Regions from separate parts of the Mus musculus genome. Here regions 1, 2, 3, 4, 5 and 7 are each linked to region 6. The links are chromatin contacts, called in public HiChIP or PLAC-seq and promoter capture Hi-C maps. All regions are on one chromosome and are shown on one strand. Each heading gives the region's core, a stretch centred on a gene start, on an enhancer-like site or on the middle of the called end of the contact. The rest is flanking DNA. Distances are from core to core; before and after follow the strand shown. Region 1 holds the start of Capn15 (calpain 15). Region 2 holds the start of Axin1 (axin 1). Region 3 holds the start of Rab11fip3 (RAB11 family interacting protein 3 (class II)). Region 4 holds the start of Ilrun (inflammation and lipid regulator with UBA-like and NBR1-like domains). Region 5 holds the start of Uhrf1bp1 (UHRF1 (ICBP90) binding protein 1). Region 6 holds the start of Zbtb9 (zinc finger and BTB domain containing 9). Region 7 holds the start of Decr2 (2-4-dienoyl-Coenzyme A reductase 2, peroxisomal).

What was found. Promoter capture Hi-C pulls out the DNA fragments that hold promoters and counts their contacts. HiChIP or PLAC-seq counts read pairs in DNA pulled down with a chosen protein or histone mark.
Region 1: a promoter capture Hi-C map of liver shows a contact between it and region 6, with 2.7 times the contacts expected there. The contact joins the promoter of Capn15 here to the promoter of Zbtb9 in region 6. A contact is called at or near these places in 2 of 39 promoter capture datasets (cranial neural crest and liver).
Region 2: a contact with region 6 is called in a FOXA1 HiChIP or PLAC-seq map of pancreatic cancer cells. The contact joins the promoter of Axin1 here to the promoter of Zbtb9 in region 6. A contact is called at or near these places in 5 of 39 promoter capture datasets (the 3T3-L1 cell line, cranial neural crest, hippocampal neurons and 2 more), 1 of 484 Hi-C or Micro-C datasets (B cells), 2 of 115 datasets of contacts at active chromatin or transcription factors (large pre-B cells and pancreatic cancer cells) and 1 of 9 other capture datasets (macrophages).
Region 3: a contact with region 6 is called in a promoter capture Hi-C map of liver, with 2.6 times the contacts expected there. The contact joins the promoter of Rab11fip3 here to the promoter of Zbtb9 in region 6. A contact is called at or near these places in 2 of 39 promoter capture datasets (cranial neural crest and liver).
Region 4: a contact with region 6 is called in a promoter capture Hi-C map of pre-B cells, with 2.5 times the contacts expected there. The contact joins the promoter of Ilrun here to the promoter of Zbtb9 in region 6. A contact is called at or near these places in 2 of 39 promoter capture datasets (the 3T3-L1 cell line and pre-B cells) and 6 of 115 datasets of contacts at active chromatin or transcription factors (bone marrow-derived macrophages, embryonic forebrain, pancreatic cancer cells and 3 more).
Region 5: a contact with region 6 is called in an H3K4me3 HiChIP or PLAC-seq map of embryonic forebrain, with 2.6 times the contacts expected there. The contact joins the promoter of Uhrf1bp1 here to the promoter of Zbtb9 in region 6. A contact is called at or near these places in 1 of 39 promoter capture datasets (pre-B cells) and 3 of 115 datasets of contacts at active chromatin or transcription factors (astrocytes, embryonic forebrain and memory CD8 T cells).
Region 7: a promoter capture Hi-C map of cranial neural crest shows a contact between it and region 6. The contact joins the promoter of Decr2 here to the promoter of Zbtb9 in region 6. A contact is called at or near these places in 3 of 39 promoter capture datasets (3T3-L1-derived adipocytes, the SN4741 cell line and cranial neural crest).

The regions. Positions count from the first base shown.
Region 1 is chr17:25,984,384-25,987,269 of GRCm38.p6, reverse strand. Capn15 (calpain 15) reads left to right here and starts at 1,396. Exons shown (of 12, transcript NM_001347334.1): 1 at 1,396-1,799. It overlaps 1700022N22Rik (RIKEN cDNA 1700022N22 gene), which reads right to left and starts at 1,440. Exons shown (of 2, transcript NR_166913.2): 1 at 1,234-1,440.
Region 2 is chr17:26,137,020-26,140,162 of GRCm38.p6, reverse strand. Axin1 (axin 1) reads right to left here and starts at 1,477. Exons shown (of 11, transcript NM_009733.2): 1 at 1,122-1,477. Gm46600 (a long non-coding RNA gene) reads left to right here and starts at 1,411. Exons shown (of 3, transcript XR_001782196.2): 1 at 1,411-1,762; 2 at 2,822-2,890.
Region 3 is chr17:26,068,077-26,071,204 of GRCm38.p6, reverse strand. It overlaps Rab11fip3 (RAB11 family interacting protein 3 (class II)), which reads left to right and starts at 1,687. Exons shown (of 14, transcript NM_001162868.2): 1 at 1,687-3,128. The coding sequence starts at 2,028.
Region 4 is chr17:27,818,885-27,821,886 of GRCm38.p6, reverse strand. It overlaps Ilrun (inflammation and lipid regulator with UBA-like and NBR1-like domains), which reads left to right and starts at 1,345. Exons shown (of 5, transcript NM_001033279.3): 1 at 1,345-1,710. The coding sequence starts at 1,553.
Region 5 is chr17:27,854,812-27,858,147 of GRCm38.p6, reverse strand. Uhrf1bp1 (UHRF1 (ICBP90) binding protein 1) reads right to left here and starts at 1,641. Exons shown (of 21, transcript NM_001080769.1): 1 at 1,354-1,641. The coding sequence starts at 1,397.
Region 6 is chr17:26,971,861-26,974,755 of GRCm38.p6, reverse strand. Zbtb9 (zinc finger and BTB domain containing 9) reads right to left here and starts at 1,577. Exons shown (of 2, transcript NM_001005916.2): 1 at 1,442-1,577; 2 at 1-1,200. The coding sequence starts at 1,133. Syngap1 (synaptic Ras GTPase activating protein 1 homolog (rat)) reads right to left here. Exons shown (of 19, transcript NM_001281491.2): 19 at 2,322-2,895.
Region 7 is chr17:26,088,795-26,091,683 of GRCm38.p6, reverse strand. It overlaps Decr2 (2-4-dienoyl-Coenzyme A reductase 2, peroxisomal), which reads left to right and starts at 1,520. Exons shown (of 9, transcript NM_011933.2): 1 at 1,520-1,720; 2 at 2,687-2,755. The coding sequence starts at 1,641.

The DNA.
Region 1 (2,886 bases), core at 147-2,646, 990 kb after region 6:
GTCCCATCTGCTCAAGAGTCAGGGTGGTTGATCTATGGCTTCTGTCCCTGCAAAGCTCTCTCTGCCCTTCTTGACCTCTGCAGGGTGTCCTGTGGTCTGTGCACTCAACAGGGTGTCTGTCTTCTGGCCCATACTACACTAGCATAGATCAGGGCTCAGCCAACCTGGGATGATCCAGCTTTACCTGCTGTGTGATCATCTTACTTAGTGCAGTGATACATCATTGCACTAGTGATGACCCGTAGTGACCAGAGATACTGTCCTGGATCCAGCTTGGCCATTCTCCTGATCATGGGTATCACCTACTGATGAATGAGCAGTGACTTCACCACTGTCAGGGGGCTCAGGAAGACAGCCTCTGCTCCTCTCCTCTTGCCAAAATTTGGTGTCTTCCCCATTCAGGCATAGGTGTCCCCACAGCATCCTGAATTCAATGGCCAGTCTTTAGCTTTCTAGCTTCTGGAGCATGAATGATTTCCCAGAAACATTATCTGTAGTCTCTACTGAGCCAGACTCAGGTTTTCTGGGTCCGGGGGCAAATAGTACCCAATCTCTCACACAACATTCAGAGTGCCGGGTGTCCTTTTGCTATGTGCTATGTTTTTTTTTGTTTTTTGTTTTTGGTTTTTGGTTTTTGGTTGGTTTTTGGTTTGGTTTGTTTTGTTTTTTGAGACAGGGTTTCTCTGTATAGCCCTGGCTGTCCTGGAACTCACTTTGTAGACCAGACTGGCTTCGAACTCAGAAATCTGCCTGCCTCTGCCTCCCGAGTGCTGGGATTAAAGGCGTGGGCCACAACGCCCGGCTAGCAGCCTGATTCTTAGTTAGCTTTCAGTTGCAGAGGACAAGTGGCTGGAATTAAGTTAATTCGGGGGAGCCAAAGGGCTCTAATGGGAAATAGCTTGGGGGCTCTTGTGAACATAACTCAAAGGACTGCCTCAGATGCCAGTGTTTCTCTAGAAAAAGTGACGTGCCTATCTAGCACTCGAGTAAACACAGACCTCAGATGGAGTAACCTCGGAAGGAGCAGTGCCAGCACGGTTGCTGCTTCAGACCGTTGGGAAAGAAACCAGAAGTCGCTGGAAGAGGTAGAAAGCAGCCAAGGCAGCTAGGTTGGACTGTACCACCTACTGCCCCAACGCAGCAGACAACCGGTTCAGACCTTGTACAAAATCACGACCCAGACTCCCGACATCTCCCCTGGCGCAGTAACACTCGAACCCCGTGGACGCCTACCGGAGCCCAAAGCCCATCTTAAGGGGATCCTGGGAGCTGTAGTCCGTTCTCTTCCCGGATCCAGCGCGCCACATCAAACTAGCTTGGGAGTACCAACTGCATCCGTGAACTGAGCGTCTCCGGTCACGTTGGGAGGGCGAAATCTCAGGGAAAGAGTAGAGGGTAGGACCATTCATGGACTACAATTCCCGGCGTGCCTTGAGCCGCGTCGCTCTGCCCTGTGGGAGCCGTAGTCCCGGCTCCGGGTTCCCAGTGCCGCGTGCGCCCCTGACGCGCTGTAGCCTCGGGCCCCGGCTGGGCGCCACGCTACGGAAGCAGCGTAAGGCGTAGCGGGTAGGCCGGGCGGGACGGCGGGCGCTAGCTACGGAGGCGTTTGTAAGGTTGCCGGGCCGAGACGGATCTTCGCGGCCAAAACGCGCTAAGCCGGCGGAGCATCGCGGCTGGCGCGAAGGGGCCCTTGGTGCCCTCCGGTCGAAGTTGTGGGTCAACCGACTGAGGGCCGGCACTAGGGCCGCGCCCGCCTAGACCGATCGCGAGCGCTGAGGAGGCGCCGCCGGCTCGCTAAGGTGAGTTCCACGGTAGGCGGCCGGCCAGACGGCCTAGGACTCGTAGAGCTCGGCCTCAGGGCATCAGCCGGGATGCTCCATGTTTGTCCTGGGAGCAGTAGCCTGGCTTGTGGTGAGCGGGAAGGGGAGGGGGAAGCGCGCCGGAGGTGTGGGTCACTCGAGGCCAGCCTAGGAACCTCAGACGCAGGCGACCCTCGGTGCCTGCCTGTCCTTGAGTGCCCTCTTGTCCGGGGCTAAGCGTTGGCCCACTGTACGAAGGTATAGGTCGTGGGGGCACTGTCTGCAGAAACCTGCAGCTGCCTGGGGCGGCAGCAAGAGTAAAGCGTCCTGTGTGCCCCCTCATCCCACACTTCTGTTTTTGCGGGCCTGTCAGCAGGCCGAGAAAGTTACAGAGCAGCCCCTTGACAGCTGCGGGATTTTCTTTTTGTTTTCTGAAAAAGGGGCCCTTCCACGTCTGATTTGGGAACCCTGTTGTGTGGCCAGATGGTCCTTGCTAGGCTGGCTCTTAGGGTCCCTGAGTACAGATACTGAAACAGGACCGCGAAACACCTAGCCTCGAAAACAGGATAGATACCTCCTGAGTTTCAGGAGAACCTGAGAGCCTACCTGAGTGTTTGCTGCTGACCCTGCAGTTCAGCAATAAATCAGGAAGAACTGCTACTCAGTAAGAAACTGTGAGATTACCCCTCCAGTGGCAATTTCCCCTTTCCCAGTCTGGAGAACTGCAAGTCACAGATGTGGAGCTTGCCTCTTGAGTTTCTCCCTGCTTCCAGAGTCTAGCTGTCAGGGATGCGCTCAGGACCACAGTTCTGCAGTCTAGGGCAATTGTGTCTTGCTGAACAGTAGCTTGCCTCCATGGGGTAGTAGATTCTGTTTCCTTTGAGGTCCTTCTGCTCCACAGAGATGCACCCATTTCTTTTCTAACATCTAAGAATGTCTAGAGCTGTCTGACTGGTAGACAGGTCATTGACCTCCATGGAGGAAGACTTGAACCCTGCTGGATCCAAGGCTCAGAAACTGTACAACTTAACTGCAATGGAGTTATCAAAATCTCTGCTGGCCATAGTGTCTGAGAGTGGCCCTAACT
Region 2 (3,143 bases), core at 228-2,727, 830 kb after region 6:
AGTATAGCTTCCAAGCTTATGATTTAGGTGGAACGTGGAAGTAATAATATGACTATCATACTAACGAGCCATTGATTAAATTCTTGAAAGGTCAGGACTCTCATTTCATATCTAGTGCAGTCCCCCATCACATAAAGTCGTAACGGTGTTTCTCTGAAAGATGTAGGACAAGTCAATACTGCTGAAAAATCAAACAAAATCTCTGTGCTCCCTATATTTTCTCGGCCCTGAAGTGGGCTCTAAAACTGAAACCAGCTAGTACTGCCTCTCTCAGGTAAAGTCAGACTCCATGTTCTCCAAAACGGACTGTGAGTAAAGGAACGCATTGGAGTAAAGGGGAGGAGTACACAGTTATTGCGAACTCTTTACAAGTTATCTTCAGATGAGCCGAAAAAAATCCTTATGCCCAACTAAAAATGCTCGCTCTGGGCTTTGGTTTTGGGTGAATTTGTTTTGTTTGGGGGGAGCATTATTAAGTAAGGCAATGAACACCAGGACAAGTGGTTATCTGGCAAGCCAAACCACACCAGAGAGTGCCCTCCTTGGATTGTTCTTACTCGTCCCTACTTTACTTTTTCATAGGGACTAGGGGATAGCGCAAAGGAAGACACACACACAGTCTAGCACCAGCAGCTTCTCAGCACCCACTCACCCATATCCTAAATGTGTCCCAGACCCATCAACAGTACACCACACTCGGCAGACACACACCCACCTGTACATCATTCTTAGAATCCTTGCTTTTCCTTAGTCCCTGGTCCTGTTCAAACAGGCCTTGCTTTCCCCATGCCCTACTATCGTCCTGTCCCTGGCACATCGCCCCCCCCACCCCCAAGCCCTTCTCCTCATATATACCTAGCATACCATGCAGTCCCCACGCCTCTACTCATACTGCGGAGCCTGCCACCTCTTCCGCTCAACGTCCCCTTGGATCTCAGGTCTCCCTACGCCGGGCACAACCTCGCACATCAGGGGCCGCGCTCCGGCACGCCTCCCGCCCGCAACCCGCGCGCCCCTCTCTTCCGGGTCCGCGTACGCCGGCCTAGCGCGGCCTACTCCCGCAGCCCCGGGCAGCAGGCCTCCGCGCCACAGGAGCGCGCCCGTCGGCTCCCACTACTCACCAGCGCGCGGCGGCTGTGGAGGCGCGGCCCGGGGCCTGGCTCCCGGCCCGGCGAGGCCCATGCGCTCAGCGGCGGCTCAGCGGGCGGGCCACGGCGGGGGCGCGGCCCTGGGGGGCCCCCATCGCGGCGGCGGCGGCGGCTCGGCGACCCGTGGCCCGGAGGCGGCGCAAGGCAGGCCGCAGAGCGCCGCCAAAACCGGCTGCTCACTCTCACCAGCCCTCTCTGGAACCAGGCTCCAGCCCGACCCCAGCAGGCTCCTGCGGCGGCGGCCGCAAGCGCTTCCCTGAGCCGGGAGCCTGAGCCCAGAGCCCTGAAGCCCAGGCCTGAGCGCCCCCGCCGGCGCCGCCCGGAAGTGCGGGGGCGGGGCCGTGGTGTGGGGCGGGACTGCTGCGGAGGCTGGGTCTCGTTGTAGAGGCAGAACCACGGTGTGGGGCGGAGCTTCTAACACGGGGCGGGTGGGAGTCCGAGGACAAGAAGAGTAAGGGGCAGAGTCTTGAGCGAAAGGCGGGACTGCGGCGTACTCAGGAGCCAAGCACTGTCTTGCGGTGGTGAAGGCGGGGCGTGAACTAGGAGTGCCGCTGAAAAGAAACGTAGCCGCGGAGGATGCCCAATGGGGCAACGACTACTGCTCGTCCCGAAAGGTGCCATGGGAAACAGCCCTGAGCGCGCTCAACAACCACAGCCATCACTGAACCCTAGGCCAGTACACTGAAGGCAGACCACTCATATCTGATCGCAGATGCTATTGAGAGAGTAGAGTTTCTGGGTAGCTGGTCGCCCTCCACACAAATACACACATAACACTTATAATGTCTGCAAGGCATCTCTTGCTAAGTCTGCAAGCGCAAAGAGTCAACTCCATTTTGCCCCACCACAGGAACATAGATGCACAACTCTCTACTTGGCAGGTCTCAACCCTCGGTCAGCCACATCCCAAGGAGAAATATGTGAACACAAGTAATTACTGCACTTAAGAATGTCATCTACCAGTCAAATCAGCCCCTGACACCTCTCAGGTAGTCCATTTTGCAGACAAAAAGTTGTGACCTAGGCTTAGTACGCACCCACCCAGACCTCACCTTGGCCAGAGGACTCCTGGTACCCATACCACCCTATACTGGCTGCATCTGCACTTGCCATCTACATGCTTTTATACTGCTGCTGCCAGTGCCACTGCCATGTTTTGTTCTGGACATTGTTCTCCCTCATTGCCTTGTCCCTTCTTCATGGCTCACAGGCAAAAGCAGTAGTACTGGCTTCAGACTCTAAACCCACAGCTGACTGGGGTGATCCTAACCCTGCCACCTGTCCCTTAAGAGGACTTAGCACAGTACCGAGGACCAGGATTGCTATGTATAGAGAAGGAACCACTTGAACTATAGCTACTAGGGTGACCAAGCCTGACAAATTCCCCTCCTAGACTCATCACTGAGCCTCAGGTCTGGGGCTGGGGTATAGATAGTGCCCCCCCCCTCAAATGCCAGGACAAGTTTCATGTTCACTTCTGTCCATCTAATGCAGCCTCAGGTCCTCCGGCCTCTGGGCACTGGAGACTCTCTAGCAGCCCCTGACCCAGACCATTCAGCCTCATACCATTAGAAGAAACAATCACGACCACTGAGTGAGCAGTAGATAGCCTTGGCCTTGGGCATCCTCCCCACTCCCAAACCCGGACCCCAATGCTTGCCTTGATTCTGTAGAGCTGCTGCTGCGGCCAGGCCAGGCTCTCGGGATCAAGTCCACGTCCATCCTCCTGCTGGCCCACGGTGGTAGGTATCCCCAAGCCCTGGGACCAGAGTAGGGCCCTCGGGCCTCCAGCTCCTCGGGACCCCTGCCCTGCAGGGACAGGAAGGGAATCAGGAAGCCTGGAGGAAATGCAACGGCCTGCTAAGGAGTGCTGGGGGGGGGGGGTGTGGTGGGGGAGAAATTATAAATAGGGGTAAAAGGATTAAATTATGAAGACCTTGAGGGAGTTTCTGCAATGAGAGGGTAAAGGACAGCACTTGAGAGCCTTGAAATGCC
Region 3 (3,128 bases), core at 438-2,937, 900 kb after region 6:
CTGGCTCTTTTTTTTTTTCAAGTTTTTTTTAAAAAGATTTATTTATTTTATGTATATGAATACACTGTAGCTGTACAGATGGTTGTGAGCCTTCATGTGGTTGTTGGGGTTGAATTTTTAGGACCTCTGCTCACTCTGGTCAACCCTGCTTGCTCTGGTCAACTCTGCTCACTCAGTCCCTGCTGGCTCCGGCCCAAAGATTTAATTTATCACTATACATAAGTACACTGTAGCTGTCTTCAGAGTGAGTCAGATCTCATTATGGGTGGTTGTGAGCTACCATATGATTGCTGGGATTTGAACTCAGGACCTTTGGAAGAGCAGCTAGTGCTGAGCCATCTCACCAGCCCATCGCCTGACTCCTTATAACCTTTCATCTGCAGCCCCATTGCTTGGTCTGAGCCAGGAGGTGTGCATTCTCTACACACTGGTTCTATTTGGGCACACAAATGCTGGAAGTCATAAATATTTTTCTTAGTTTTGGCACACAACAGGAACACCTGGCTCCTCAGAAAACTGATCTTGACTGAGAACACCAAAGGACAGGTGGATACTTACCATGACACACTAAATAGAAAGGTTGGCACTCACTGGAACTGCATGTGAGAATGTTTGTCAGTCAAAGGGAATTTCCAGTCCTTGCATTAGATAGAGGGGACTTTATTCTTTCAATATATATATTCCTCACAAAAGCATTCAGTTCTTACAGGAAAATAGGACTACATTTTAGGGAGGGAGCACATCACCTTCCTTTTTCCCAGCTGCTGGAAGTCTCCTATAATATGCTGGGAGTTTTGCTTGGGGATGACTCAGTAGATTAGCTGGCTGTACACCTGGAAACGGAGTTCAGTTTTCAGCTTTTGCCAAAACTGCTTATGAAACCATACTTGTCCATGGTGCCCACGAGTGTACAATTGGTTCATAGTTTCCCCTGGCTAAATGGCTAAATTTAGTTCTTGACTAGATGCACCTCATTGCTTCCAACTGGCTTAGTCAACTGCTCCGCATCTCTGAGCACGACCCTTTGATGATGATAACGGCATTAGTTAGCAATAAAGAGATAAGCGCTGTTTATGTAATTTAAAAACATGTTCAGAGCAGGGTTGTTTGGGCCAGTCTACAATCCATGGCGGCAGGATTAGGAGTTAAAGGTAGCGTGGGCTGCACAAGTTCCTGTTTCAAAAAGATACCAAACAACATATCAAAGTAAAACAACATCTGTGCCTCTTTATTTTACTGTGCGCTCCTGTGGATGAATGTGTGAGCCCCTTAGATCCTGTCCTTGTGTGAGAGACTTTGGATAATTCCTTACCTGGTGGGGCAATTCGAGCGCTCCTTCGCTCCTACTTGCTGCCAATTAATATTCTGGTTTGTACCACCAGTTTGTGAAGGAGTCACACAGAAGGGACTAGCGGCTTCTTTTGGGATATGCGAATGTTTTGTTCCCGTTCAGCAATAGTTTTCCAAAACCTATTCTCGGGCGCCTCTTCCTGCGACAGAACACTTCACTCATCCCACTCGCGCAAATCGTACGGAAAACTCGAATTGGGCAGAGCACCGTCGCCCCTAAGCTGTGCCCTCTTCGAACTCACCTTTATAGCAATCCATGGGGGCGTGATCAGGTTACACGGCGTGCTGACGTCACGCGCGACGGAGGGCGGGCCGGCGCCGGCGCCGGCGTCCCTCACTGGGTTCCTAAGCTCAGGCGCTCTGGCTTCATCCTCCGCTGCCCGGCCGGTGCCTGTCTCCCACCGTCCACTCCCCGCCACTGGGTCCTTACATCATCCGGACTGTGCCGCTGCCATGGGCCCGCGCCAGCCGCGCTGCGGGGCCGGGAGCCGCTAAGGTGCGGTGCGAAGATGGGCGAGGGCGGAGCAGGGCCCGAGCGCCAGCCTCAGCAGTCCGGGCGCCCCGCGCGCGCCCGCCCGCGTCGCCGCGGGGATGCCCGCGCCCGCCGCCGCGCCCTGAGCGCCTTTGTCTGCCTTCCGCGCCTTTCGTATCATCCCTAGTTTAGCCGGCGCCGGATCATGGAGCTGTGCCAGCCGACCTCCCTGTCAGACCACGACCAGCCAGCGTCTGGGCCCCAGCGTGGGGTCATGGGGCTGGTGGGGCCCGACGCTCCTCGCGGCTGGTCAGAAGAGCCCGAGGAACACGCCCAGCTTCAACGGTGGCCAGAGGGACCCAACGCGCCAATCTGCTGGCCCGAGGAGGTAGAGGAGCCTCACGCTCCTAGTCGCTGGGCCAAAGAGCCCAATGCCCCTCGCTGCTCGTCCCAGGAGCCCGATGAATCCTGTCACTTGGCAGAGGAGCTGGAGGAATCCGACTCCCCTCGCTGCTGGCCCCAGGAGCCAGACACACCGTGCCACTTGGCCAAGGAGTTGGAGGAACCCGACGCCCCTCGCTGCCTGCCCCAGGAGCCCGACACACCGTGCTACTTGGCCAAAGAGCTAGAGGAACCCAACATCCCTCGGTGCTGGCCCCAGGAGCCCGACGTGCCGTGCCACTTGGCCAAGGAGCTAGAGGAACCCGACGCCCCTCGCTGCTGGCCCCAGGAACCAGACGCATTCTGTCACTTGCTCAAGGAGGTGGAGGAACCTGATGCCCTTCGCTGCTGGCTTCAAGGGCCAGACGCACCGTGCCACTTGGCCAAGGAACTGGAGGACCTCGACTCCCCTCGCTGCTGGCCCCAGGAGCCCGACGAATCCTGTCACTTGGCTAAGGAGCTGGAGGAACCAGACGCACCGTGCCACTTAGCCAAAGAGCTGGAGGAACCCGACGCCCCTCGCTGCTGGCCCCAGGAGCCCGACGTGCCCTGTCTCTTGGCCAAAAAGTGGGAGGAATCCGACGCACCGTGCCTCTTGACGGAGGAGCTGGAAGAGCCTGACGCCCTTCACTGCTGGCCCCAGGAGTCAGAGGCACCGTGTTTGTTGGCCAAGGAGCTAGAAGAGCCTGATGCCTCTCACAGCTGTCCTCAGGAGGCGGACACAGGGTGCCTCTCGGCCAAGGAGCCAGAGGAGCCTGATGTCTCTCACCTGTGGCAGGGGGTACCCGATGCACCGTGCCTCTTGGTCAAGGAACCAGAGGAGGCCGATGCACTTCACTGTTGTTGGCCCGAGGAATCCGAGGAG
Region 4 (3,002 bases), core at 96-2,595, 850 kb before region 6:
GTAAACATATTTTGTCAATCTTTAATCAGGTTGAACTGTTGAGCAAACTATCAGCAATAACTGCATTTGCTCAAGGTTCTGCTCTGAAATTTGGATATGATAACAATCACCAGGCGATTTTGAGCCTCCTCCCAGGCCCACTGACTTCAGTTGAGTCTCTTTTCAGAAGTAGTTGTGACAGTAGTTATCCCAGCAAGTAGGGGTAGGAGGATGAGATCAAAGGCAACTCCAGGAAGAAAGCCCGCCTCTGCCTCTTGAGTGCTGGGGTGGTTTATTTTTTAAAGGCAGGGTCTAGAGTATCTCTGGCTGGCATCAAACACACAGAAATTTGCCTGCCTCCCCAGTGCCGCCACCCTTGGCTGTCAGCCAGGCCTTATATGCAAGAGCGAAGTATCTCTGCTCTCAGGAACCCAGGTCTTCATACCTTCGGGGAAACAGCTTAAGCCAAGTCCCCAGTTGCCCAGTTTCTTACCCACCCCCATCCCTGTACCTAGTCATATCTAACAGGTGACACTGAGAAAATACTTGGTGACAGAACGGGCAGATGAGTCTCTCCACAGCTGAGCTTCTTAATCCTTCAGCTTCAAATGGAGCCTCACATTAGTAGATACACTGGATACTGTCTACAGTCATTTTTTTGGTCGTGGATTTTAGAGACAGAACAAGATTTGCTAAATTCTAGGGTATTGACCTTTCTTTGCAGAGGATCGGTTCCTCTGACCTGTAACTGGTGCTTGCATTAGGCTGCCTTTATTTTCTGGAAACGTAATGCTAAGGTTGCATAGTAACATAGGCAGTCATGAGAAACTCAGGTCAGAATCCAGAGACTAAGCGTGCACCGCCGCGACCTTGGGAAAATGTCTGTTTGAATACTAAGTCCCCTGAGAGCGGAGCAGCAAGAGTCCGCTCTGTGCTGCCCTTTGCCCTTTGCCCCAGTCCCAGCCTCTGTTCCTGTGGCGACTTCGGGTTCCCAGCCTGAGCATGGGTGGGGTCGCTCGTCTCCGAAGCACCTCTCAGACTCGTGACTCCTCCCACGCAGTGTGGGGACTCAGGCGAGGACAGAGACCCGCCCAGTATCCGCTCTTTCCGGCTTCCCGTTTCCTGCCCCCTCCGCTCTGTCGCGGTGAGGTCACGCGAGAGACGTCACCGAGTTATGACGTCACTGAAGGCGGGCTTTCGGGAGAGGAAGGGGCGGGGTCCGAGCGGCCCCGCGCGTGCGCGTTGGGCGCGGCCCGGGAGGAGGCGGAGGCGGCGGTGCTGCGAACCGCGGCGGCAGCAGCGGCGGCGGCGGAGGCGGGCGCTGGGGGGGGTGGGAGGGGGGGGAGCGCGAGCCCCAGAGCCAGCGAGAGAGGAGCGAGCGGTGCGGTGCGGCGCGGCTCGGCGCGGCGCGCGCAGCCCATGAGGCGGTGAGAGGCCTGGGGCCTGTCTCGGAGCAGTGCGCGCGGCGCCGGCCAGCAGCGGGCCGCCCTTCGTGGGCTCGGGCCCGGGCGCGGCGGCCGCCCGTGGAGAAGCAGGTCGGGGCGGTGGAAGCTGTGCGTCCGGGCCCCCCGCCATGGAGGGCATGGACGTGGACTTGGATCCGGAGCTCATGCAGAAGTTCAGCTGCCTGGGCACCACAGACAAGGACGTGCTCATCTCCGAGTTCCAGCGGCTACTCGGCTTCCAGCTCAACCCGGCCGGCTGCGCCTTCTTCCTGGACATGACCAACTGGTGAGTCCGCCCCACGCGGAGCCAATCCTGCTGGCAGCGGCCTCGCGGCCCCGAGGGCAAAAACACCGGAGCCCGCTCGTGGAGTACTCCCGGGCAGGGCAGGGCCCAGGCCGGGAGGTGGCAGGGAGTCAGAGCCCGAAGAACATGGGAAGAGGGGAGAAGTGGTGAGGTGGAAGCCAGGGGAGTCGATCTGGGGCGAAAAGCGTGTGTTCTGGGAGTAGAAAGCACAGGAAACGAGAGTTGCGAAGTGTTTTCCTTTTAAATAGGTGCGAAGTGTAGGAGCTGAGGATGACAGAACGGTGTGGAAACTCGAGGGAGTGTGTTAGGTGCTGAGGTCGAACTCTGGGCGCGGGAGAGGTCTCGGAGCTGAGAATAGATCTTGTGTCTCTTTGAGGAGATAAGGGCGAAAACGACTTTTGCGGCGGAGGGAACACAAATTATAATCAACTGAGTATGGTGAGAAAGGAAGAGTTGTGCCAGGGAGAAGTGACATCTAATGGAGGCGCCGGAGCGCCAGGCCTGCGACGAGGACTGGGAAAAGTCTTCAGAAAGTGGAGGGAAGCTGATCTTGGAGGCAGGAACTTTGTGAAGACACTGGCGTGCTGGGCAGAGGCTTGGCCTTGGGAACTTTGACGAGCTTACTGATTGGATGGGCTTAGTTGACAGAAAACTGAGAAATGTATAGGTTGGGGGCCAGGGGTTCTGGCTTGTAGTTGGGTTGTACAGGCTGAAGTGGAGCTGTCTCCAGGCACCGACGTGTGTCTTGGTTCTTAGAGCAGCACTTGCTGTTTTTGATAAGCAAGAATACTTTCTCTTGGTCTCCAAGTAGGGATTGTTAAGTTCACTCGGGAATTTAACCATTAGACTGGAGACCATTAGACGGCCTTTGAAAGGCTCTCAGGTGAAGCAACTAATCGGGATTTGAGCAAAAAGCAAGGGGGTGCATGCCCTTTGCCCCGTGTTGAGCGTTCAGTGCCCTGACGTGTGGAATCTTGTTTCTCTTGGCATCCCTTGAACAAACTCCCATTATTTCCATGTCCACCCAGTGCCTCGAGCAATGTCTGAAAAGAGGTTGTAAGCTTAGATTTTTATCCTACTCCTGCCTAGTGCTCCCCCACCCCACTCCAAAGATGCTTATCTGTGATGAGAACCAGAGGTGAAGTGTTTTCACTATTGGTCTTAAAAAAAAAATGACAAGAATGGGGCTGATATTTTAGTGTCTGGTAAACTGGGAGGCATTGAGGCACAGCCTTTTAGAGTTAAACAAGTACTTGTGAGTTCTGTTTGTGTCT
Region 5 (3,336 bases), core at 392-2,891, 880 kb before region 6:
TTAGCCACACAAGTTGTAACCCCCAAAATGCCCGGTGTCCTACTGGGCGCTCTGTGAGGCTCTTAAATAAATCTTTCAATATAAAAACACATGGAGTCTTCTAATTTATCACTGTCTCACCACATGGTCCAAGTTGGCTGGGAACTCTACTGTAGGCTGGCCTTAAAACCCCACTCCTCCTACCTCAGCCTCCAAATGCTAGGACCTCGGGGGTGTGTGCACCACAGCAGCCTAGATAGTCTTTGACGTATCTACTACTACTATCTAGTTTGAAAGAGATAAACGTTGAAGAGGAAGTGCCCAGACTCCAGGAGCCGGCCCTTCAGTCATGCACATAACAGTTAATCAAACAAGGTATCTGAATCTAGCTAATAAATGTCTAAGATCACATAAGCCAATGTCAGCCAGGCAACGGGGGACACCACGTCAGGGACAGAGGCTCACACAAGCCCTGGTGTTCCATGTTGACTGGCAACACTCACACACACCTCTTGAAAACCACTAGTCACTGTGCTGCCAAACTCTGGATCACTAGAGCCTCTGAGACAACCTAAATTAACAACCATCACCAAGCTAGAATAAGCAGCGAAAACCAACTGCAAAGCTAGCTCCCAATTTTCGCAGCCACCCATTCTAACAAGCTGCATCATCACGCAGAGACCAGGAGTCCTTCAGATATAGCTGAAAAGTGTCTTGCCAGCTAACCCGTCATGCCCCAAATACAGAGCGACAGGACAGCTTAACAGGAGGCCACAAAGCACAAGTGGACACTGGCTGTCAAACAAACCTCCATGGCATCTTAAAGGGAAGGCTGCTGAAACTTTATCCCCCACCTCCGCTGACCTTTCTCCAATCCGTCTGTGTACGGAGAAGAAAGCGGACCCAGAAAGGAGGGAGGTCCGAAAGGACGACCAGCCTCGGGTGAAGGGTTTATATCTTTTCAAGAGTGATGCAACAGGGTCAGACAGAAGAGGAGGAGCTCGCCTCACAGAAGGAGAAAGCCGGCGTCGGCGCTGCAATCGAAGGGGACCTGGGTAATCCAGCACGGAGCGGCAAAGCCAGAAATGAACCGGCGCTGGGCGGCTCGGCAGGCGGGAAGAGGCCTCCAGGGCTGGCCTGCCAGGTTCCGTGCGGGTCTGGAAGGTACGGCCAGGAAAGGGCTGGGTGACCCGCGCCGAGGAAGGAGGCGGCGACGGGGGTGGGGAGGAAGGTGGCCCGGGCGAGGGAGTAATGCAGCGCCGACAACGGCCCGCAAGAGTTGAATCGCGCCTGCAGGGAGCCGCTCGCCCAGAGCGGCCGGAGGGAGGTCGGAGGGCTCGGAAAAGGACCGAGTACGCGGGGTGGCGCTCTCACCGGGACAGATGCTTCAAGATCTGCTTCTTAATGATCCCGGCCATGCTGCAGCCCGGGCCCGCGTGGAATGCAGGCAGACGGGCAGCCGTGGCCTCCTCAGTTGTGGAAAAGAGGCGTCCTCTCACCTCGCCGCGGCGCGGGCACCGGCTGCCGTAGCCACAGTGGCCGCCATGGCTCTCTGTCGCCCCTAACTCAGCGCCAGGAGTTCCGCCGCGTTCCCACCCGCCCGTGCGGCGCCGCAGGATCCCGCGGAGCAGAACCCAGACCGCACGCCACCCTCCGGGATCCCCGTGGCGAGAGCGCACGGCGAGGGGCGGGGACGCGCGCGGCGGCACAGGCGCAAGGGATGAGGGGCGGGGCGGCGGGAGCTCAGAGGCATAGGGGGCGGGGCAACTGCGCGGGGCGGGGCTTACACGCTCAGAGGCGGGGCTCACTCTTCCAGAAGGTAGATGGTGGCATTCGCCTTTACTCCGAACTCTCCAGAGCCAGAGGCAAGCAAATATAGGACCTTGAGACCAACCCTGTCTACATGGGGACTACCAAGACAGGGTTACATTAAGAGACCTTGTCTCTTCTGAGTTCGAGGCCAGCCTGGTCTACAAAGTGAGTTCCATGACAGCCAGGGCTATACAGAGAAACGCTGTCTCGAAAAACCACAAAAAAAAAAAAAGACCCAAGAAATCTAACCTTTAATGCTTCCAGTTTCAAGAAAAATATCTGCAGTTATTAAGCTGCTAAATACATAAGGCCTCCGTGATAAAGTGCTCGCCAAGCCTTGGGCCACTCCATTAAACACAGATGGAGGCTCCTTCCACTCTTCACTGTATCCAGGAGATACTCAGATACCATCTGACCAAAGCTACAAAACTGGGGCAAGGGCTGAATCCTGTTTCCATGCATGACAATGGCTCAGTGCAGGATCTCATTTCCCAATGCACCATTCTGACAAACTGCTGAGGTCAAAACGCCGAACAACCACAGCAAACCTAACCAACATACTTTGCTTAAAGCCCCCTTTAGGAAATTTAAATGTCTATTGATCATTAGTACATGACTCAATATACTTAACTGCCTTTTGAAAAGGGAGCAATGGAAATGAGAGCCAATGTCTTTAATTCTCGCTATTTCGTGTGGTTTTGCTTTCTTGGTAAGTTTGGCGGGAGTAGGAATTAATTACATCAAGCAAATGAGGTAAGTACTCCACTCAGACGCACCGCCCCCCAAAGACGGAGTGTTTTTATTTATCTGTGCATTCCTATGTGAGTGTGAATGTCATGTGCCCACAGAGACCAGAAGCTGTCAGATTCTTTGGCACTGGAGTTACAAGTAGTTGTGAGCCACTTGGTGTGGGTGCTGAGCACTGCACCTAAGCCCTCTAGAGCAGCACTTAGCAGGGAGCCATCTCTCCAGTCCCCAGGTCTTTTAAGTTTACTCTTGGAGCCCAGCGTGGTGGCGCAAGCCTTTAATCCCAGCACTCTGGAGGCAAAGGCAGGCGGATTTCTGAGTTTGAGGCCAGCCTGGTCTACAAAGTGAGTTCCAGGACAGCCAGGGCTACAAAGAGAACCCCTGTCTCGAAAAACCACCAAAAAAAAGTTTACTCTTGGTTGAGATTGAGACAAGGTATCCAGATATAGCCCTAGATGGCCCAGGGATTGCTATGTAGATAGACCAGGATGTGGCCAAAGTGGCAGCCATCCTCCTGTCTCTGCCTCCTGAGCGCCAAAAAATGTGGCTGTTCACACCACACCTGGCTATACTGTTTTAGTCACTGCAACTAACATTCATTGAGCTTTCACAAGCTGTCGTAAGTTCCTTCTGAAACTTTATTCATAACTAGCAATGTTTCCAGATTGAGATTTAATTTTAATTTTAAACACTGAGACAAAAAACATGGCACAAGCCTTTAGTCCCCACAATCAGGAGGTGGAAAAACAGGTGGATCTACTTGAATCTGAAGCCAGCCTGGTCTACAGACTGAGTTTC
Region 6 (2,895 bases), core at 328-2,827:
AACCGTTTTCCACACAAGCAAGCAAAGCACTTCCCATCTGCAGGGGGTGTCCCTCCTAGCTTCACAGGCCCATGCATAGCCTGCCCTGTTCCTCCAGGTCCTCCATCCCCTGACAGGATTTCATTCCCATGAAGATCCACTGGTTTCCACGATGGATCTCCTGCCCCAGACGATTCCCCTCCTCCTGAGGACAGCAAGTATCTCAGCTCCTCCTTCTCCTCAGAGTCCTCTCCAGATAGTACTTTGGTCTTTTCCTTTGTGCCTCTTGCTATCTCCTCCTTACACTCAACGTTTTCCTGATTCACATATAAGATTTGGGAAGCTTGTACAGGAGGGGCAGGAGGATCTACTGTTGAGCTCTCATCCTCTGAAGGCTTGCTGGGAAGAGCAGGTGTAGGCAATGGGTGGGATCCACAAGCTTGGGAAACCCCTCCCGACACTCTCTCCGGCTGAGGAGTCTGAAAGAGTGGAGCTGCTGACCCCTGCTCCTCTTCCTCCTCTACTTTCACCTGAATCTGTAACATTCCTTCTAGTTCACTCCCCTCCCCTCCAGCGGGGCTCTCAGGGAGAACAGAATTCTCTGTAGAAGCAGAGGAGCGTACTGGGTTCTGGAAAGGGGAAGAGCGAATGCACCAGCCTCCTGAAGATGTTGTGGAAATAAGTGTGAGGCTGGAGGCTCTTCCACCGGCTGAAATCCCACCAGACGTTTCTAGTTCTCGAAGAATCTCTGAGCACCGATCTACCACTTGCCACATCTGAAGGCCGCTGGCTACAAGGAGATGGGCAGGGAGGGCATCCAGCGGCAGGTGGAGGCTTCCTGAATAAATGAGCTGAAGCAGTCCCTCGAACGCATCGGCCTCGATGACATTCGGTAAAGTCAGTCGGGGCGCATCCCCCAAAAGCAGCTTGTCATGGAAGTAAGGAGAGGCAGCAGCCAACACTGCTTTGTGAGCCCTAAGTTCCCTGCCCTGAACCAGGAGGGACACATCACAGAACTTTCCCTCCAGCCTGTGGCGGTTCAGGGATTCCAGCAGCGAAGAGCTATGATGAGGGAACTCAATGTGGATTGTCTGTGGGGCTGGGTTGCATCTCGGAGATGAGGATGCGGGAGGCAAAGGAGTCGAAGCATCCATGGCTACCTCGGGAAGAGAAATAAATCCCGGGGAGTCGGGCAGTGCAGGGTTCTATACGGGGTGAAGGCTGCGGAGGAAAGAGACTGGGGTCACACAAGTTCGGGGTATGAGACCTGTCTCAAGCCGCTCGCCACCGACCCTTGAAAACTCTTCGGTGACAAGCTTCTGTATATTAGTTCCGCCCACCAGGAAACCCAACAAAACACCAGGGTTTACACCTCCAGGCCCAGCGGAAGCTAAGGAGGGAAGGGATGGCGCCCCACCTCGCCGGCTCCGGTCGCCCTCCGCCACCGCTCGCCCCTCCTCACCGTGCTCGCTCCGGCCGGCTCAGTGAGCTCCGGCCCCGCGACGTCCCACCGACACGCCCCCACCGCACGCGCGACCGCGTCGGAGCACCTCAACCGCCAGTGCGCCTGGCCGGCCGGAAGCTACCGCAGTTCCGCCGGACGCCAATGCGGCCAGGCACGGAGGGCGGGACCAGTTCTGCAGCCAATGGGAGAGCGGCAGCCTACAAGCCGTCTCCTCATTGGCTGTGCGGACGGAGGGCCGGGGCTTGGGGAGGGCGGCGGAAGTGGAAGGCGGTTCCCTCAGTTCTGGAGTAGCAGTGAGGGGAGCCACGGGCTCCGCAGTAAGGCTTGCTTCCCTCGTCCCGCCGCGCGAGGTAGGTGCTGCTGCCCTCCGCGTGCACGCGGGACAACCGGGTCTGAAGTCTGGAGCGCACGCTTGCTGAGGACCTGGGTCCTTTCCTCCATTTCGCAGAGGAGCGTCCTCACAATTAAGCCCTAAGTCAAGAGGGTCTTGCACAGACCCTGCACTTGGAGTCTTTGGGGCGCTAAAGCGAGTCCAGTGCTGCGGCGGAGAGAGAGCGGGAGTGTGAGTTTCACCAGGAAGACCCTGCGGTATATATTGTTCTCCTGACTGGGTGGTATAGTGTGTAATGTAAGAGGACTGTTCTTTCCAAAAGTAGTCCCTGTCACCCTTCAGGTCGTTCTGGAGACCCCGGGCTAAAAAGTCGGCCCAACGCCGGGGGAGGCAGCACTTAGTCCCAGCACTTTGGAGGCAGGGGCAGGCAGATCTCTTGAGTTCAATCAAGGCCACCCTGGTCTACAGAGTTCCAGGCCAGCCAGAGCCACACAAGGAGACTCTCTGTCTTGAAAATCCAAAAATAAATAAAAGTCAGCCCAGTGATAAAAGAACAATCTCCGTTTATTAAACATGATTTTTCTGTTTCACCACACACTCCAGAAAAGAAAAGAAAAAAAAAAAAAGGAAATGGGCCTGGGAGTGGGAGAAAAGGGGGGGCAGTGGTGGGGGACCAAGAGTCTGGGAGCAGGGGCAGGAAGGAGAACGAGTAAACAAACAGCAAAAAAAAAAAAAAAAAAAAAGAGTAAGAAGATCTTCTCCCTACTCTTAAGGTGGTGGGTGGGGAGGGAAGTGAGGGGTGGGGCTAGGGAGCCAGGAAGCTCTGTACAGAGGGGTCGCCTCCCAGCCCCCCTCCCCAATTATGTACAGTACAAACCCCAGATAATTACAACAGCCAAAGAGGAGGGAGGAGGTTCAAGGGTAAGGCCTGATGGGGAAAGCAGAGGAAAGGGCATGGGATAAAATTTCACATATTTACAACTTTTATATAAGTATAAATTTGGCCCCGGCTGGGTGGGTGTATGTAGAGGGTTAGACCGAAGGAGAGCTGTCCATACAAAAGAAAGATCGAGTCTGGAGTCTGGGAAGAATTCTCAATACCAAACGCAAGGAGTGAAGA
Region 7 (2,889 bases), core at 271-2,770, 880 kb after region 6:
AGATATGAACAAATGCTTGTTCACCCCCTCTAGGGCACCAATAACAGACTAGAGTAACAATTCCAACCATTTCCAGTTGGTGAACCCATGAGTTCGTTGGACTGGCTTATGGGACCGTGGATGAGAGATTGGCCACAGAAACATGGGTGACCTCAGGACAGCCGAGTCACTGAAAGGTCCCCCTGCCCCCAGCATGGGCAGTGACAGCAAGCCTGATGGGATCCTGCTTTCAGTTTACCTACCTCCTACAGGGGAGTAGAAAGTCCTAGGTGAGGAGTTAAGGCCAGTGTATAATGCCGATCCTGGATTACTACTCCCCTAGTCCCAGCTACCACCGTATTCTACTTATTTCATTGGCACGACTACAGGGCCAAGCTATAGGTCACCAGAGCAATGATGCACCATGATGTCCCATAGTCATGACAAATGTGGAGGAAATTGCTTTACTCAAGCACTTTAATGAGTGTTTTTATGCATGGTATAAAACATTAGGCCTGAAGCTTAGAGCTTTGAGTAAAGAAAGGAAGGATCCCTCGACTTTGGGTAAATGCAAGAACCAAGCAAGAATCCAGGGCCCATGAAATTGAGAATCCAATTGGGGTTCTTTTGCGGGCGCTGGTATAGCTCCTGCCCATCTGATTTGTCTGAGGATGGCAGTAAAGAATAGACCGGACCTGAGGCTTCTTCAAGGCCCAGTGAGCGAGCCTTCAGTAGGAGTACACACCAGTCTTTGTGGGTATTGTGTATCAGGTCTCCTGAAGTTGGAACAGCAGAGCCTAACACTCCAAGGGCTACTCTCATCTCTCCCTCAATGCAACCCAGGCACAAAAGAGTATCCTCCACTCCCGACCTGATGCTGTCCATGATGACCACCACGGCCTGATGTCCATTTATGTTCACATTGACACATGTAAGTCACATCTCACCCCGGATCCCAGAGTCACTGATTCAGTTGCAGGTACATCATGACAGCTTCTGTGGCTAATTTGATAAGTCATTTCACTCTTTGACATCTAGACAATGGAACCCAGTTCTTGGTTCTCTGAGTTTCAGTGCAGTGATTCTTGCCAGCCAGCAAGAGGTTCACTCTGGACTTTCCACCCGGGTTAGCCACGAGAGGGAGCTATTGGGTTTGCAAGCTCCAGATTCTCTGCACTGGGAGGTAGTGTCCAAGAGCGGTGTTCATCTGGAGTTCCGACTTCCACAGCTGATAGCACGCAGCCCGGCCAGCTTGGGTATATGGACTAAGTGGCTGCACAGACACCAACTGGGAAAGGAACCGGGCATTTAACTGGCTGGAGCGTCTCTGGGCCTCTGTATCAGTGCCTCCTCCCATTCTCAGTCCCAGCAGGCTGCGCGCCACCGAGGGCGGGGTGTCCGCCTGGTCGAGTGGGAAGGGCTGGAGGCTGGGAGTTGCGGGAGGGTCTGTGATAGGAAGGCTTGAAGGGCCCAGGCACCTTTTTGGGGTGGGGCGCCCCTGTCCCACCCCCGTCTGATGGGCGGCTTGATGTGGGGGCAGAACTTTGGTCCTGGATCTTTCTGGGCGGAGCGAGCAACCTGCAGAACGCTGCGTTTTGCGTTGGAAAGGTAGATCTGGTTCCTGGTTCCACTGTCCTTGCCATCCCGGACACGCAGCAATCATGGCCCAGCCGCCGCCCGACGTTGAGGGGGATGACTGTCTTCCTGAATACCACCATCTCTTCTGCCCGGATCTTCTCCAGTGAGCTAAAGCAGGGAACCAGGGGGCGATCCAGACTTGGGGCACAGGGTTTAACGAATCTGCCACTGGATGTGACATCACAGAGGACAGATGCTCAGTACTCCGTTCCTGGGCAATCGTAGACCTGAAGTTTCTTGGGGTTCTGGAAGAATGGGATGAGGGACTGAGGGTGGAAGCTGCTCACTTTGTTTTGTTTTGTTTTAGAGACAGGGTTTCTCTGTATAGCCTTGGCTGTCCTGGAAGTCACTTTGTAGACCAGGCTAGCCTCGAACTCAGAAATCCGCCTGCCTCTGCCTCCCGAGTGCTGGAATTAAAGGCGTGCGACACCACGCCCGGCGCTTGCTCACTTTTGAAAACAAGTCTCTCTTGGTAACTTACTACGCAGAAAATTTTAGGCTAAATAAACTCCTTCACCTCCGAACTTCTAGGGAGCCTAAAAATAACCGACTTTAAAGATTGCAGTTTTATGGCTGGGGATTTATGTCTTGCAAATTCATTGAGTACCTGTTTAGCAGGAGCATGTTTTCCTTCATAGCGAAACTGGGTAGAAGTTCATGGAGTGAAAGTTCTCCACGGGCCGCTTATCTATTTGAGCTTGAGTTAACAGAGATCTATCTATCTAAAGCTCTTCGAGATGAGGTTTCTCTGTGAAGCCCTGGCTGTCCTAGAACTCTCTCTGTAGACCAGGCTGGCTTTTAATTCTTGGTCCCCCTGTCTCCACTTCTCACAGGCTGGAATTACAGGCATGCATCCCCCATCAAGCTAAAACATGGTTTTCAAAGAAGAGTTTAGGGACTAGAGAGATGGCTGAATAAGTTCAGAGCACTTACTGTTCTTGCAGGAGACCCAGCATTGGTTCCCAGCATCCACACGAGGACTCAACTCTCTGTAGGCACACAGGCAAAACACTCATACTGGTAAAACAAATAAATATTTAAAAATGACTACATTTTCTTGTTTTTGAAGGGACAAAGTGGCCTTTATCACAGGTGGTGGTTCTGGGATTGGCTTCCGGATCGCAGAGATTTTCATGAGGTACACACTACCGGAACCCTTCCTGCCACCTTACGTCCCTTTGTCTGGATCTTGGTGGATTTGGGGGAGTGGTTGAATGCTGTCTTGGGGAGAGGTCAGGACCTTTGTGGTCTCCTAGAATTAGTTGAGACTGT